4 separate regions of the Mus musculus genome follow, and all the other regions are linked to region 3. Evidence: chromatin contacts called from public ChIA-PET, HiChIP or PLAC-seq and Micro-C data. All regions are on one chromosome and are shown on one strand. The core of a region is the stretch at or near the end of the contact, and the rest is flanking DNA. Distances in the headings are between cores, read along the strand shown.

Region 1 (3,390 bases), core at 632-3,131, 290 kb after region 3:
TCCATTTTACTGCTGTTGTACATAATCTGTCGTTCTTATTGCTAATCTCCTCTAAGTCCTGCTTGTTATTCCGGTGAGACTCCCAGCCTTTCTTCACTCTGCCCTTCGTGAGAGCAGTATTGTAATGGGTCACAGGCCAGCCAGCAGACAGTGTCTGACAAGACAAAGTCTGGTATTTTTAAACTGTCCGTTTATTTTTTTTTTATTGCCACTATTCTATGGATATTGAATATCTCAACTTCTTAATTTTATAAGAGGTTTTCTTTTAGAAGCTATGGGAGTGTGGGCTGTCATCCTACTTTTATTGAAGTTTTATTGAAACTTAGACTAAAGTGAGGCCTGGTGGCAACTGCATTCACAAAAGGTGATGTGAAAGAAGGGAATCCTGTTTGGCTCAAAAAAAAAAAAAATATATTGTCCCCCATAGTCCAAGCTATTTCCTGTGAGTATTACATAGAACTTTCTTAGTTCTCTGATTAAACAAAACCCTTCAGATACAGGTTTTTCTTTAAAAATAACAAATACCCTTGCTTTACAAAATGTTATGTTGAGGAAATTATTCTAGTCCTGCTTTATAATCTCACAATATTTCTAAACAGACTCATGCCATTTGGAAAGAAGTCATAGAAACAAACTGAGCAAAACAAGTTCAGATGCCTTTGAAGTCAGAGTCATAGCCTTAGTTAAATGTTTCAGCAGCAGACACGTCTGCGTGTAATTACTTAGCCTGTATATTAAGTTTAAAACAATAATACTATCCTGCGTGTAATTACTTAGCCTGTATATTAAGTATTAAAACAATAATACTATCGATCTACTTAATATTTAAAACACAGGGTACTTTGTTTTGAGGACTATATTTTCAATTTCAAATTGCAAATTTGGCTTTTGCAAAGAGACTTGAGTAAGTATACAAACCAGGAGCTCTGGGGTTTGTGTATGTATGTGTATGTACATGTGTGTATGTACATGTGTATACCCCCTGTGCTGAATCTGTTTGCAGGTTGTACACTTGATAAATTCCCTGGTGATTCTGTAAGGTTATGCAACCTGCCCACCTTGCCCCAGTGGTAAACTCTGTCCTGTAAATACATTCTTATTAACTTTGACTACAAAACATTTCCCACCTCAAATGTTTTGATGAGGTTACATGTTTTTTGTTTGTTTGTTTTTCAAAATGATACTTTTAAAAAGCCAAAAGTGTTCACTGGGGGTAACTCTCAAATCACAATTAATAAATACAAAGTGATAAATTACTGATAGGGAATAGTAATAAGTAAATTTCACAAAATGTAAATGTAGGCTACAAATTAATTTCTTTTTGCAGCACTGGCATCTTGTAATTATTTTGAGCTGTGAAGGCCAAATCCAATCGTGAGTATGGAGCAAAGGACAAATCACTCAGAGGAGGTTTACTCAGTGTTTAACCAGCCAGGTTGCAGTGACTCAAATCACTAATGAAATTCCTGTTATTTGGGAGGGATTAAAACAACAACAACAACAACAACAACCAACAAACAGGAAAGCATTAAGTGAGGTAGTAATTTTCCAGTCGTCAGTAGTCAGATGTTAATGAAAGCATTTACTCATGTAAACTGGAGTTTTATTTTTATATATTAGTTTTGCTGTCTTATTTGTTTGTACTAAAAATAGTTACTCTTTATATTTTCTTGTGAGATCCTTCAGAACCACTTCTAGAAATGGCATCATTTGCCATAAGTATTTTGTTTTCTCTCCATCTAGTTTTTATGAAGTAGTGCTAACTCTGCCTTAATTTGATTTGGCATTCCTGCAATTGAACATTTGTAAGTATCTTGTATTATGGCCCATCTGGGTTGTCATAGAAACCAAAGACCTCCATCCTCTTCCCTCTAGTTAAAAATGGAATGCAAACAGGGCTTCAAAGTGACGTTCTTCTAGTACGAGTGACAGCCCTGTGAAGTGCAGAACAGCAAGGTTGCTTGTTGGTTTTATTTTCCCATGGCCTATCCTTCCTGTTAATTCTGATACACGCAGCTTTCCTCTTGAGAAATCTGTGAGATACTAATAGAATTTTAAAAATATAAGCACCAGAAAGAGGAAAGAATGTAGTTAATTCCTTTCCTACTCTGCTAAAGAAGTGCAAAATTAGCAGTGTTTTGTCCTCCCTGGGTTACTGTCTGGTCTGTTGACACCACAGTCAGCGGTGCATGTCACAGAAGCACGAGCAGTTGCTACAGTTTTCAGTTTCCATTATTGTCCCATTATCTATTTCTGTGGTTATATCAATGTGGTTTTGTCTCATTAGAGCCTACAGCCTTGTGGGTTAAGTATACACCAATAATTTATTAGCATAGAAATTTATTAATATGCCAATACAGTGTCTTGTCATTGGACCTAGTGAGAAAACATTTTTATATCCACCTGAGACAAGATTTTGTTCCATAACCGAGGCTGGCCTACAGCTCCGTGCTTCTTCCTGTGGTTATAGGTGTGTCCCACATTGCCTGGAGCCTTATAGAATGTCTTATGGCCTCGTTCTACTAGGCAGGGTCCTTGACTGCGCTCTTAATGCTTTTCGACCTCATTCCCTTTAGCTTCTCTACCAGAACCAAGTGTAGCTCTAATTTTTCTCCTTAAATGCCTGATATGCTTCTAAAGCAACTGTGATAAGTAACTCCAATGCAAAATATATGTTTATTGTTGGTATTTGTTGAGTTATTGATGTGGCATTATTCAATTTAAAGTGTTGAATTCTCATTTTCTTTTTTTAAAACTTTGCTGTTTTTCAAGACAGGGTTTTGCTATGTAGTCCTGGCTTTCCCAGAACTCACTCTGTAGACCAGAGATCCACCTACCTCTGCCTCCTGAGTGCTGGCACCAGTGCCACCACCGCAGGCCTTAAATTTTCATCTTGACATAGTTTGGATGATAGGAAGCAGCACAAATCTGTAATGTGAAGTCAGCGATGGAGAACTGAGGACTAAGTGTGTACTCCAAGAGAAATGCTCACAAGGATGAATTTGAGTTGTCATTCTCATGGTGGAGCATGGGAAGCTTGGGGTCAATTCCAATCTCTTCTGTTTTTGAAAAGGACATTATAAAGCCTCAAATAGCATCTGTAGTCCCACATCTCAGCTGATAGCCAGTAGTCATTTTCAGCAGTAACTCAGGAAGTATTAGGACTATTACCCCATGTTAGTGAGAGACCTGTGAATCTCTGTGGGTGTGAGGAAGAGTATGATTCAGTTGCTCTCATCACTATAGATTAGAGAACACACTTTCTAAACAACTCTGTATTCCTTGCTGTGTACTGTAGAGGTGAATTCTTCATACCAAAACCATTGCTGCCATATTTACAGTTCACTTATTTACTGGTGCTTTTAGTTCTGTTTTGTTTGCAAGTTTGAG
Region 2 (3,364 bases), core at 109-2,608, 300 kb before region 3:
TAATACACAAAAAGATCTTGTCTCAAAAAGCAGAGATTAATTGGTTGTGAATATAGCTCTGTAGTAGACTGAGCAGAGTGATAGGTTAAACCTCAAGTAAGAACACGTATGTGTTTGTGTATAGATATATAATTATTGTATACATATAAACATATACATATAAATAAATTTATACATATTTCATTAGGAGAATTTCAAAACTAGACATGATGGTATATGCTAGATAATCTCAACACTTACGATGCCGGGAAAGGAGGATCAGTAACTCAAGGCAAACAAACCCTGGCTGCATAGGTGAACCCTGTTTCCAACTATCCCAACCTAGGCCTGTGACAGCCTGCGTCGGTATTCTCAGCTCCTCAGGAGGCTGAGTGAAGAAGATAACTGAAGCACAGGAGTTTAAGGCCAACCTGGGCTACGGGCTACCACCGAAGTGGGGAGGGGGGAGCCAACAAAGGAATGTTACCTTGAGGATAGATTGAGCAGATTAACTAGGAAAAAAGTGAATGAGAGATTTACAACCCAAGAAGGTGCTTAGCCACTTAATTCAGAGATTTAATGAGAATAGGTTTTCGCAGGTTATTCCACTGCCAGTAAGAACATAGTCCCCTTTTTCACTAGTCAAGTCACCCTCACTTACAGGAGGACTTCATACTTGGCATTAAAAATTTTTTTTGATTGACTGAAAACTTACCTAACCTACCTTGATACCCAACACCGGAGTTACGGCCCTACAAATGTTCTCCAATAGATCTTTTTGACATAACTCAAAGAGACAATAAAGTAGCAAGAAAATTTCGGGGGATGTCTGTAACGGTTGGGACGCCTCAAGAGCCAACAGGGTCTACACCAACCCAACTTCTCGTAGAAAACATAATCAGGGGATTATGGAACTGAACCTCGGTTGCTTGGCTTGGGCGTCCCCAAGGTGGTGGCCAAGGGAACACAGATCAGTGACCTCCCACTCGGGGGCGCTGAAAGATCCGGGGGTTATTACCCTCAAAAGTGAGTACCTGCGAAGCTACGGCACAGAGAGTGGCTCCGGGCTCTCATTCCGGAGGCCGGGGCCTGGGGCCGGCCAACTGCACCTCCCAGCAGAGGGTTCCGCGCTCCCGGGCGGTAGTGACAGCACAGGTCGCAGAGAGATATCTCACGCTAACGAGGCTCCGGGATCCCAGAACTGAAAAAGCTGTCGGACTGGTGTGGACTGGTTTTTCTCAGAGCTTCCCCTTCACACGTCAAACGATCTCTCCCGCCCTAAGCCAGCAACCAGTCGCTGCCCGGCGCCGCCATCCTTAGTGTTTGTTTTCATCCGCTTCAGTGCAGGCGGTGGGGAGGTAGAGCGCTACGGAGGAAATGCAGCTGCCTAAATTCAGCTGCACTTTCGCTACACCACAAACGACCTATTTAATATTTCTGTACATCAGAGTCTTCAAGAAAGGCGGCTTATTTCCAGAAATAAATCATATGATTAATTTTAAAGCCTTTTAGGAGAAAAAAAAGGGTTTGGGAAGGAATTTAGGGAGTTGGAGACTGGGCTTCGTGTAGAATGTACGGAAGCGAAGCGCAGGCCGCGGTGGCCGAGGTGCTGATGACGCGGCGTGGGGCGGGCGCTGACGCGGAAGGGGAGGTGCGGCTGTTGCGCACCGTGGCGGCTTGTGTGCGGCCGTGGGTTCCGGAGGCGGGCCTTCTTCGGCCCCGAGGGTGGAGAGTGCTCCGGTTAATCCGGTAGCTACGGAAAGGTGGCGATCAGCGTTCGGTTATTCTGGGTCGAGCAGCCAGACTTTGGTTATCTTACTATTTTTGAGACAAGGTCTCGCTGTGTAACTCAGGTTAGCTTTGAACGTAATGTAGCTCCAGCAGGCATGGAGCACGCGGCGATGCTACCCAGTTTCCAGAATGCTAACATTACAGGCTGGACCAGCCTTAGGAGCTTTTTGTTTTGTTTTACTTTGTTTTGACTGGTGCTCGTAGTCCACGCTTGCCTCGCACATGATCTTCTGGTCTACACTTCCCAAGTACAGTGAGCCCATTCCTGGCTGGGGCATCTTTACTTACACGGCTTTTAAAGGAATAAACTTTTTAAATACATTTATGTTTTGGAGGCGGGCGTGATGTGGCAAGGGTGTTGGACGATTCTTTCTTTCCACCATATGGATCTCAGATAGCCAACTAATTTATTTCACCAGGCTTCACAGGCAAACCCTGTGCCCTCGGAGCCATCTTTGTCCCTTAATACTGTTTTGAAAGCGGGTTGAAAAGTGGCCTCGGTGTTCCAGACCTACCTGGTTCACTTAGCTTTTTCCTCCTTTCCTTCCTTTTATACTCTTCCTTCCTTTCTAGCCTAAAGCTTCGGGATTTGGGTCTCTTGAGATGAAGGGAAAGCCTGTTACAGCAGACAGTGTAGGTCCCCAGGCAGGGCCACAGACTGTCTTTCTTCCTTTCTCCCCCCCCCCCACCCCCCCTTTGTTCTACATCTCTAGTTGGACTGGTTTGAGCACTCCCTCATCTGTGGAGCCATAGGGCTTTGCAAAACAAACCTCTGAGTAACCCTTAAGGTGTTTTCAACTTGTCAGCTGTCTCCTGGTTGCCACAGACCTCTTTTACCTTGTAAATTGTTTGTTCTCATGTGTTGTTCTCAGTTGAAATGCCAGGCAGTAGATGAGCCACTGGGATTGAACTCTTATTGTCTGCAAATTAGATCAAGTTTGTCATACAATAGTGAGTCAGTGGAGATAAATCTAGAGTTAACAAGTGAATGGCTGAAAAAGGTGTAGGTTTTGAGTCATTTGGTATGGTTTGGATCACGTTTCTAATTATTTTTTTCTTTTAATTAACATTTACAGAAAGAAGATTATAAATGTCAGAGCCATTTAACTGATGGTTAGCTGTTGAATTCTGATACTTACTGCGCTGGGAAAAATTCGGGAAAAGCAGATAGAAGAGGACCTCCACATTAGCAATGGCTATTCCAATAACAGTGCTTGACTGTGATCTCTTGCTGTATGGCCGAGGTCACCGGACCTTGGACCGTTTTAAGCTGGATGATGTGACTGACGAATACTTGATGTCCATGTATGGATTCCCCCGACAATTCATATACTTCTTAGTGGAACTCTTGGGGGCAAGCCTTTCTCGGCCTACTCAGAGATCTAGGGCTATTAGCCCTGAGACACAGATCCTGGCAGCATTAGGGTTTTATACCTCAGGGTCCTTCCAGACTCGGATGGGAGATGCAATTGGAATTAGCCAGGCCTCTATGAGTCGCTGCGTTGCAAATGTCACTGAAGCCCTTGTGGAACGGGCCTCACAGTTTATTCACTTTCCAGTTGATGAAGCTGCCGTACAGTCTCTAAAGGACGAA
Region 3 (3,340 bases), core at 255-2,754:
GCTTTAGGGATGTATGATCCATTCTAACGACCATCATCCCAGGCCATGATTGAGAGGTTCACATCCGCAGCAGAACCAGGCCATCCCACCTGGGGGCGCTTCCTTCCAGCCGAACTCGGGGATTGGGATGCGGTGATGGTGGTGGTGGGGCGCTCTCCAAGGCTGCGGTGGGGCCCAGGGGAGGGGGTTGCACAGAGCTGGAAGAGCCATGAGTCAGCGGCCACGGTATTTCTCCAGCAGCTGCTCCGCAGGCGATAAGAGTTTGCCAACCCCCTTCCCGGGGGCCTGGGAGAGAAGAGCCAGCCCCCTCCAGCCTGGGTTAGGGGTCCCTGAAGGTTTTCCAGTTTTAGGAAAATAAGCGAGGACCCTCTTTGGGGGTGCCCGAATGAACTTGCTAGGGGGCCTCAAATGGCCGGGTGTTGTGAGACACCCCCCACCCCACCTGCTAGAAACAACAGCCAACGCTCAGCAGGCTGGGAGCGGTGGGAGCCAAGTGGAAGAAGAGGGCGGCCAAGGGGCAGGCAGGGTGGGGTAGAGGAGCTCCCGCGCTCATTCCTCCCTGTCCCAGGTTCCTGGAGTGCTGGGTGGATGGTGGTCCTGTCACATAGCACCTAGACGCATCAGCCTCTCATGGGAGCATTGCCACCAGTAGCTGCTCACTGAATAATGTAGCCTACTTCCATCTGATGTCTGGCATTGAGCCGGCATCTCAGTTATGCTGTGAGACAGCAGGAACCCGAGAAAGTCAGTGGTCTATGCCCCTCAACTCATTTGCTAACAAGAAAGCTAAAATCCAGAAAGAGCAAGCCATTTACCCACAGTCACAAGGCGTGTCACTAGTATTTCGGATGGGGTTCTCCGCAGCTCTGGGATTGAACTGAGGGTAAGGAGGTTTCCCTTATGTTCTATACCCACCTCCCTCCATCCCCGTAAAGCTCACTCTAGAGATTTCAAACCTCCCCATCTCTGGCCCTGGTCGCTCTCGCCCGCTATAGAGCCTTCCTCCAGCTCACACAGACACACAAGAATCATATTTAGGCTGTCTGATGGAAATAGGGGGTGGCGCTGGGGGGCGGGGGAGGGGGGAGGAAGGCCGGTGGCCAGGAGTTCACAGAAGGCTCACGCCAGCGTTTGAGGGGGCGGGGTGTTCTGTTAGGGTGGGCAGTCTTGGGGGGGGTGCCATTCCGTACAGGCAACGGGGGTGGGAAGCCAGAGAAGGAGGCACTGGAGATATTTCCCTCCTCCTTAAAGACTTTTTCCTACACTTGTGCCAATATCAGCTCTTTCTCGGCCGCCACGGGCAACAGGCGCCGGTTCCACTCCCTGGAAGGAGAGGTCCCCAGACCTCCGGCTCTCAGGCCGGCACCCTGCCTCCCCGGCTGCTGCTTCTCTCCTTGGCGCTACAGCTCAGCCGCCCGCCCTTTAAATTTTAGGGGTGGAGGGAGCCCTGCTCGCTCAGTGCTGCAGTTACGTGGCTTAATCGGCCTCTTGGGCCCCGCCCCTCCCAGGAATCCCGCTTGCCATTGGTGAGAGCAGAGAAGCTCCTGGCCAATGATAGGAGGCTGCGAGCCACCGCCCGCCTGACCAGGAACGCGGTTGCGCAGAGTAGGATCCTAGACCTGGAAGCTTGCTACACGGGGGAGGGGGGATATAATCAGTTCTTAGTTTGTGTCTGGGGCAGAGCTGAGATGGCAATTCCACGACCCTAATCAGTCGTGTGGCCACTCGCGATGATAGGCGAACGGAGAGAGAGCAACTCACTTCCAGCTCTGCCCCTCCGCTCCTTCCAGTAATCTTACCATGGGGTGGCACGAATGGAGCCCCAGCCAGCCCCTCGTGTGAGAGGAGACGTTCCCAGGGTTGTACAGACTGAGCTCTTTCTTTCCTTAACCCTTGCAAAGGGGTCACTGCAGACAGTGAAAATATCTGGACGCAGCGGTCAGCTGTGGTATACGTACAAGCAGCCACTGTGCATCTCTTTCCCCTAGACCTGGACCTGGTTCTCTGATGCCTGCACTGGTGCTCTGGTTTCTGCACCAAACCCTGATCCAGAGAGATTCAGCCCGTGCTGCGTGGGAGAGACCTAAGTTGGTCCAGACTGAGATGTGGGATCAGGGGTGGGGGAAATCCCCTGCGAACTTTCCTTCTGAGAAAATAAGCTCTGGGAAGAGATGGGAGGGGAATCCTCTCACATTTCCCTCGTTCTTTTCCCAGGGAGGGCAGCAGACGCCTCTTGTCCCCTAACACACTGACCCACACATTCCCGGACGGTTACTTGCCTAGTGATCACTAGATAATTGCCTCCATTTCAAGCCCAAAGGCCACTGCTGTGAGTCACTGCTGTGTCCAGTGTGGGTGGGAGTTGGGTGAGGGAAACTTAAGACTGCCCAGAGATATGGGCTTCTGGGTCCCCAGTTGTCAGTAGATCTCCTTGTCCTTAAACATCACCATCCAGGTATTTGGGGGCCCTAAGAGACTAAGAACTTGTCTTCTAGAGACAGGCTCTTGGCTGCCTGACGAAAGGGCATAGATACTGAACCAGAACTCAGGAGGCCCCAGATGGAGAGCCCTACTTGGCTCTGCTCTGAGGTCCAGGCATGGTCAGGTGGTGTGCCCAGGTTTCTCCTGGGTTACTGTTTGTGTTCCCCCTGAATTGAGCGGTCAGGGTCAGAAGTCAGCTCCTTCTTTGTTTAGCCTTTCTGGACCTAGAAGGGATAAAGTCTTCCTAGAGCCCTCCTGGCAGGTGTGGGAGTTACAGGGAGTCTGCTGCTCTAACCTCCTATCAGGCCCTCTTCCTACAGGCCAAGGAAGGGCTGGTGCTGGGTTGACCTGTTTTTCCCTTATTCAACGATTAACCATGAAACCTAAATCCAAATACACAGGGCTGCTTCTGTGAGTGCACATGTGTACACTGCATCTCAGAGCTGGGATGGGAGGGACCTTCCACCCAGGGAATCTCCATTTCTCTGACATGACACAATGAGAGATACAAACCACCCCTACCCCCACAACTGATACATTGAGATTTGTCTTGCACAGGGTCTATCATATGTATATTAGTACTCCACCCATAGCACCCCAGTTTACATAGAGGGACACTACCAGACAGTAACACAAGCCCAATGAGAAACTCATCAGATAGGGTCAGATGGACACCAATTCAAAGAATGTCGCTCAGAGGTTAGAGCACATGCTATGTATGCATGAGGCCCTGGCTTCTATCACCAGTACCATAACCCCACCAAAGGCCAGGTCTGGTGATGCATACCTCTAATCCCAGCACTTGGGAGGCAGAAGTTGGTGGATCTCTATGAGTTTGGAGCCAGCCTGGACTACACAG
Region 4 (3,316 bases), core at 326-2,825, 370 kb after region 3:
CTAATCCAAGCGATAAGGATACAAACATCCAGACCGAGGCCCCTAGATTCAGTGTTTCTGGGAATACAACCATGGATGTGTTGCCATAAACTCGGAGCTTTGTTGCTACAGCGATTCCAAACCCACCAAGCCATCAACGAAGATCGAGCCATCACAATTGCCAGTAGGGTGAGGAGCACGTGAGGCCTCAGGACAGGGTGAAAAACGACTTCCACAGTTCCCATACCAGACTCTTCTGAGGCTCACCGCACCTTTCCTTGAATCTTTGCTGGCACGAGTGGTTGGCAACAATGGGAGCCTGGCTCCACATGGATCAAAGAAAGGGAAGGAAGTGGTGGCATGTTGGGACACTTCATTCCCTGTGCCTTAAATTCCTGGTGAGTGTGCTGCTTAAACCGCCTGGTTCTGGCTCAGGCTATTGGTTTTTCGAGACAGGGTTTCTCTGTGTACCTCTGGTTGTCCTGGAACTCACTTTGTAGACCAGGCTGGCCTCGAACTCAGAAATCTGCCTGCCTCTGCTTCCGCCTCCGCCTCCGAAGTGCTGGGATTAAGGTGTGTGCCACCACTGCCCGGTTAAACGAGCATTTCTTAACTCCTGAATCCATCTTTCCAGCTCTCTAATGAGAATTTTTATTAGTGTTTTATTAATTGTACAAAACAATGTGCTTTGTCTCTTGTGCTGGCACATGCCTTTAATCCCGGCACTTGGGAGGCAGACGTAGGCAGATCTCTATGCATTTGAGGCCAGCCAGGGGTTCACAGTGAGATCCTGTCTCAAAACATGCAAACTAAAATAATGAGCTTCATTATGACATTTTCGTACATGCACGTAATATAGTGGATGGGCGTAACGGCATATTCTGTCCTTGTCTAAAGATAATATCTGGTAGGGTATTAAATGTATTACAATTCTTTATATACCATAAATTCGCGGGCGGAGTCCGCAATGGCGCAGATTTGCCAAGCCCCCTCTTCCCACAGCCAATCAACTGCCTCCCAGGAACGGTTCCCTCCCTCCACTTCTGCAGCACCTTGACAGCATTGCAGCTCAGTTCATGAATGGAGCCATAGGAGTTTCCACCAACTCTTGGAGGCCAGCTTAGAACCTGGAAGTGCATCCAAGGGCCGGAAAACGCTGGGATTCATTCCGAGTTCAAGGTCCAAGTCGGGCCCAAATAATTTTGTAGATGAGGAAACCCGAGGTGCAGATCGGGGAAGCTAATGCGCAGGGTCGTCCCTAAACGGAGAGCAGAGGGATAGGCCAGGGTATTCTCCAAGGAGGGAGTCATCGGGTACGGGTTTTGGGGGTCCATGTGTTCTGAAGAAACTGGAGCCGAAGCCACTGTTCTAAATCTGCTGGTTAGGCTTGCCCCAGCAAAAACCCGGCACTGGCTTTTGTGAAAAACTCGAGACTGGCGGCTGCTGAGACCTATTTACGACAATTTCAAGGTTCCCTGTGCCTTAAATCCCAAACTCTTTGCTTCCCGACCCTCCCGTTCGAGCTCTCGGCGATCTTCTGAGAAAGTCTGAGGCTCCTTAGTACCTTCTCTAGTATGAACTGTTCAGCCTGCCCGCAAGTTGTAACTACGCAGGCGCCAAGACAGCCAACCAAGGAGGCTGCAGATCGGGTGCCAGAAGCTCTAGAGAGCTTCAGGGCGGAGAGAGAAGGAGCCAATGGCTGGAAGGAGGGAGGGTGGGAGCTCCCGGTCTCGGGGAGGAGGCGCTAGAGATGGGGTGAAGGGGCGTTCAGGGGCTCCGCGGGTCTAAGTCCTCCTGGGCTGCGGAAGTTGAGCAACCGGGAGGCGGGCTTAGGGCCGGAAGCAGGAAGGAGGGCTCAGGACGCAGGGCGCCGCTGCCAGCCTTGCTGTCGGCCGGTGGGACTGTCAGTGGCCAGAGCAGGATGGAGAAGCTACGGCTCCTGAGCCTCCGCTACCAGGAGTATGTGACTCGTCATCCAGCCGCCACGGCCCAGTTGGAGACGGCTGTGCGGGGCCTCAGTTACCTGCTGGCAGGTGCCACACTGACCTTTGACCCATTTCTTGGGGACTCTGACCCAGGAACCCTATGGCTCTTTGCCTGCTGACCCAGGGTAGTGGTCGCGGTGCTTCAGTTCTGTCTGGGTTCCTGTGGCGTAGAGGAAACTAGAGAACCCAAAGCCGCAGGGTAAAACAGACGCTCACCAACGCCTTCTATACCTTCTTCCCTAGGTCGCTTCTCCGATTCACACGAGCTGTCTGAACTGGGTAAGTTGGACTCTGGGCTGGGGAGGGAGAAGGCTTCCAGCGGAACCTTGATTGAAGGTCCTGAGCTTCCCTCTAGATCAGCTGTCCATCGCCCAAGACAGTTGGTGTCCCCAGAGTTGGGCGACCTGTGAGGGCTCTGACTGGCTTCTCACTCCTGGTTTTGCTTAGGATTAAGCAACTTTCCTGACCTTGCTAGTTCATCAGACCTATGAGTATGAGAAGGGCACTGTTGTTCTGTCTAGCTGAAGGAATACAAGTTCAGAAAAGTCCTTGATGTCAGGACCAGTGTTCAAGTGCCCCCACCTCCCTGCTGTAAGGGCTCTGTTTGCTTAGTGGGGGTAGTGAAGATCATGAAAGGATGAGGGGGATTTTGAAAGGTAGGTGTGATGTAGTCCTTCAGGGGGGACCATCTGAAGAGAGCAAAGATGAGTTGGTGGGACCACACATTTGGCTGTTTGGAACATGACAGGCAGTTTTGAGCAGCTCAGTAACCAGTGCTGTCCAGCAGAGCAAGGGCTGGCTTGTCACTCCAATCAGCTCATTTCTTACTGGCTCAGATGTCATCATGGAGAGAATGGGGCTCTGAGGTAGTGGGCGGAGAGGCTTGTTGGTTTCCACACAGTCTGTGGGTAGCTGTGATCGGTAGGGCTCTGGGGTAAGGGTGAGAGGGGTGAAGGCCACAGCAGGGCCGGCCTCTCAAGACCACAATCTGCTTCTCAGTGTACTCTGCCTCGAACCTGCTGGTGCTGCTCAATGACGGGATCCTGAGGAAGGAGCTTCGAAAAAAGTTGCCTGTGGTGAGAACTTTGCCAGGAGCTGGGGGTGGGAAGCTCAGGGACTTGGGAGGAAAACAGTAATGACCAGCACGTGTGGTACATGTCGTTGTCTCAGAGAGTGAGGCATGCCCACATGAGCCGCAGATCAATTGTTGGTAGTCTCATGCATGAAGTTTCTTTTCTTTTCTTTTAAAAAACAAAATAAAACAAACAAACAAACAAAAAACAAGGCTGGGCAATGGTGGTGCACGCCTTTAATCCCAGCACTTGGGAGGCAGAGGCAGGCGGATTTTCGAG

The links. A called contact is a pair of places that touch in the nucleus more often than the background predicts. ChIA-PET counts read pairs in DNA pulled down with a chosen protein or histone mark. HiChIP or PLAC-seq counts read pairs in DNA pulled down with a chosen protein or histone mark.
Region 1: a contact with region 3 is called in an H3K4me3 HiChIP or PLAC-seq map of forebrain, with 2.7 times the contacts expected there. The contact joins two enhancer-like sites. A contact is called at or near these places in 1 of 15 datasets of contacts at CTCF or cohesin (the NIH/3T3 cell line), 6 of 484 Hi-C or Micro-C datasets (B cells, the Ba/F3 cell line, the C10 cell line and 3 more), 5 of 115 datasets of contacts at active chromatin or transcription factors (the NIH/3T3 cell line, embryonic forebrain, embryonic stem cells and 2 more) and 2 of 9 other capture datasets (adipose tissue and embryonic stem cells).
Region 2: a contact with region 3 is called in an RNA polymerase II ChIA-PET map of effector CD8 T cells, with 19 read pairs. The contact joins the promoter of Atg13 here to the enhancer-like site in region 3. A contact is called at or near these places in 1 of 39 promoter capture datasets (pre-B cells), 2 of 484 Hi-C or Micro-C datasets (muscle stem cells and natural killer cells), 4 of 115 datasets of contacts at active chromatin or transcription factors (the SCID.adh cell line, effector CD8 T cells, embryonic stem cells and 1 more) and 2 of 9 other capture datasets (adipose tissue and pancreatic islet).
Region 4: a contact with region 3 is called in a Micro-C map of embryonic stem cells, with 2.0 times the contacts expected there. The contact joins the promoter of Pex16 here to the enhancer-like site in region 3. A contact is called at or near these places in 20 of 39 promoter capture datasets (the 3T3-L1 cell line, 3T3-L1-derived adipocytes, the C10 cell line and 11 more), 1 of 15 datasets of contacts at CTCF or cohesin (the NIH/3T3 cell line), 12 of 484 Hi-C or Micro-C datasets (B cells, the G1E-ER4 cell line, the HPC-7 cell line and 4 more), 31 of 115 datasets of contacts at active chromatin or transcription factors (the 230-238 cell line, the SCID.adh cell line, Th17 cells and 17 more) and 3 of 9 other capture datasets (adipose tissue, embryonic stem cells and liver).

Annotation. Positions count from the first base shown.
Region 1 is chr2:92,300,185-92,303,574 of GRCm38.p6, forward strand. The region is part of intron 6 of Phf21a (PHD finger protein 21A); the gene reads left to right. Among named protein-coding and RNA genes, the nearest start is that of Large2, 69 kb to the right of the region's middle. Within about 2 kb of position 1,882, at least 39 of the 459 cell types and tissues checked have an H3K27ac peak or open chromatin away from gene starts, as enhancers often do. A contact at or near this core is called in B cells, forebrain and stem cell-derived neural progenitor cells, where this site is marked.
Region 2 is chr2:91,709,234-91,712,597 of GRCm38.p6, forward strand. Atg13 (autophagy related 13) reads right to left here and starts at 1,359. Exons shown (of 17, transcript NM_001355419.1): 1 at 1,014-1,359. It overlaps Harbi1 (harbinger transposase derived 1), which reads left to right and starts at 1,619. Exons shown (of 3, transcript NM_178724.5): 1 at 1,619-2,018; 2 at 2,847-3,364. The coding sequence starts at 2,963.
Region 3 is chr2:92,006,962-92,010,301 of GRCm38.p6, forward strand. The region is part of intron 1 of Creb3l1 (cAMP responsive element binding protein 3-like 1); the gene reads right to left. Among named protein-coding and RNA genes, the nearest start is that of Creb3l1, 16 kb to the right of the region's middle. Within about 2 kb of position 1,505, at least 358 of the 459 cell types and tissues checked have an H3K27ac peak or open chromatin away from gene starts, as enhancers often do. A contact at or near this core is called in the 230-238 cell line, 3T3-L1-derived adipocytes, B cells and 24 more, where this site is marked.
Region 4 is chr2:92,373,664-92,376,979 of GRCm38.p6, forward strand. Pex16 (peroxisomal biogenesis factor 16) reads left to right here and starts at 1,576. Exons shown (of 11, transcript NM_145122.2): 1 at 1,576-2,012; 2 at 2,208-2,243; 3 at 2,964-3,040. The coding sequence starts at 1,901.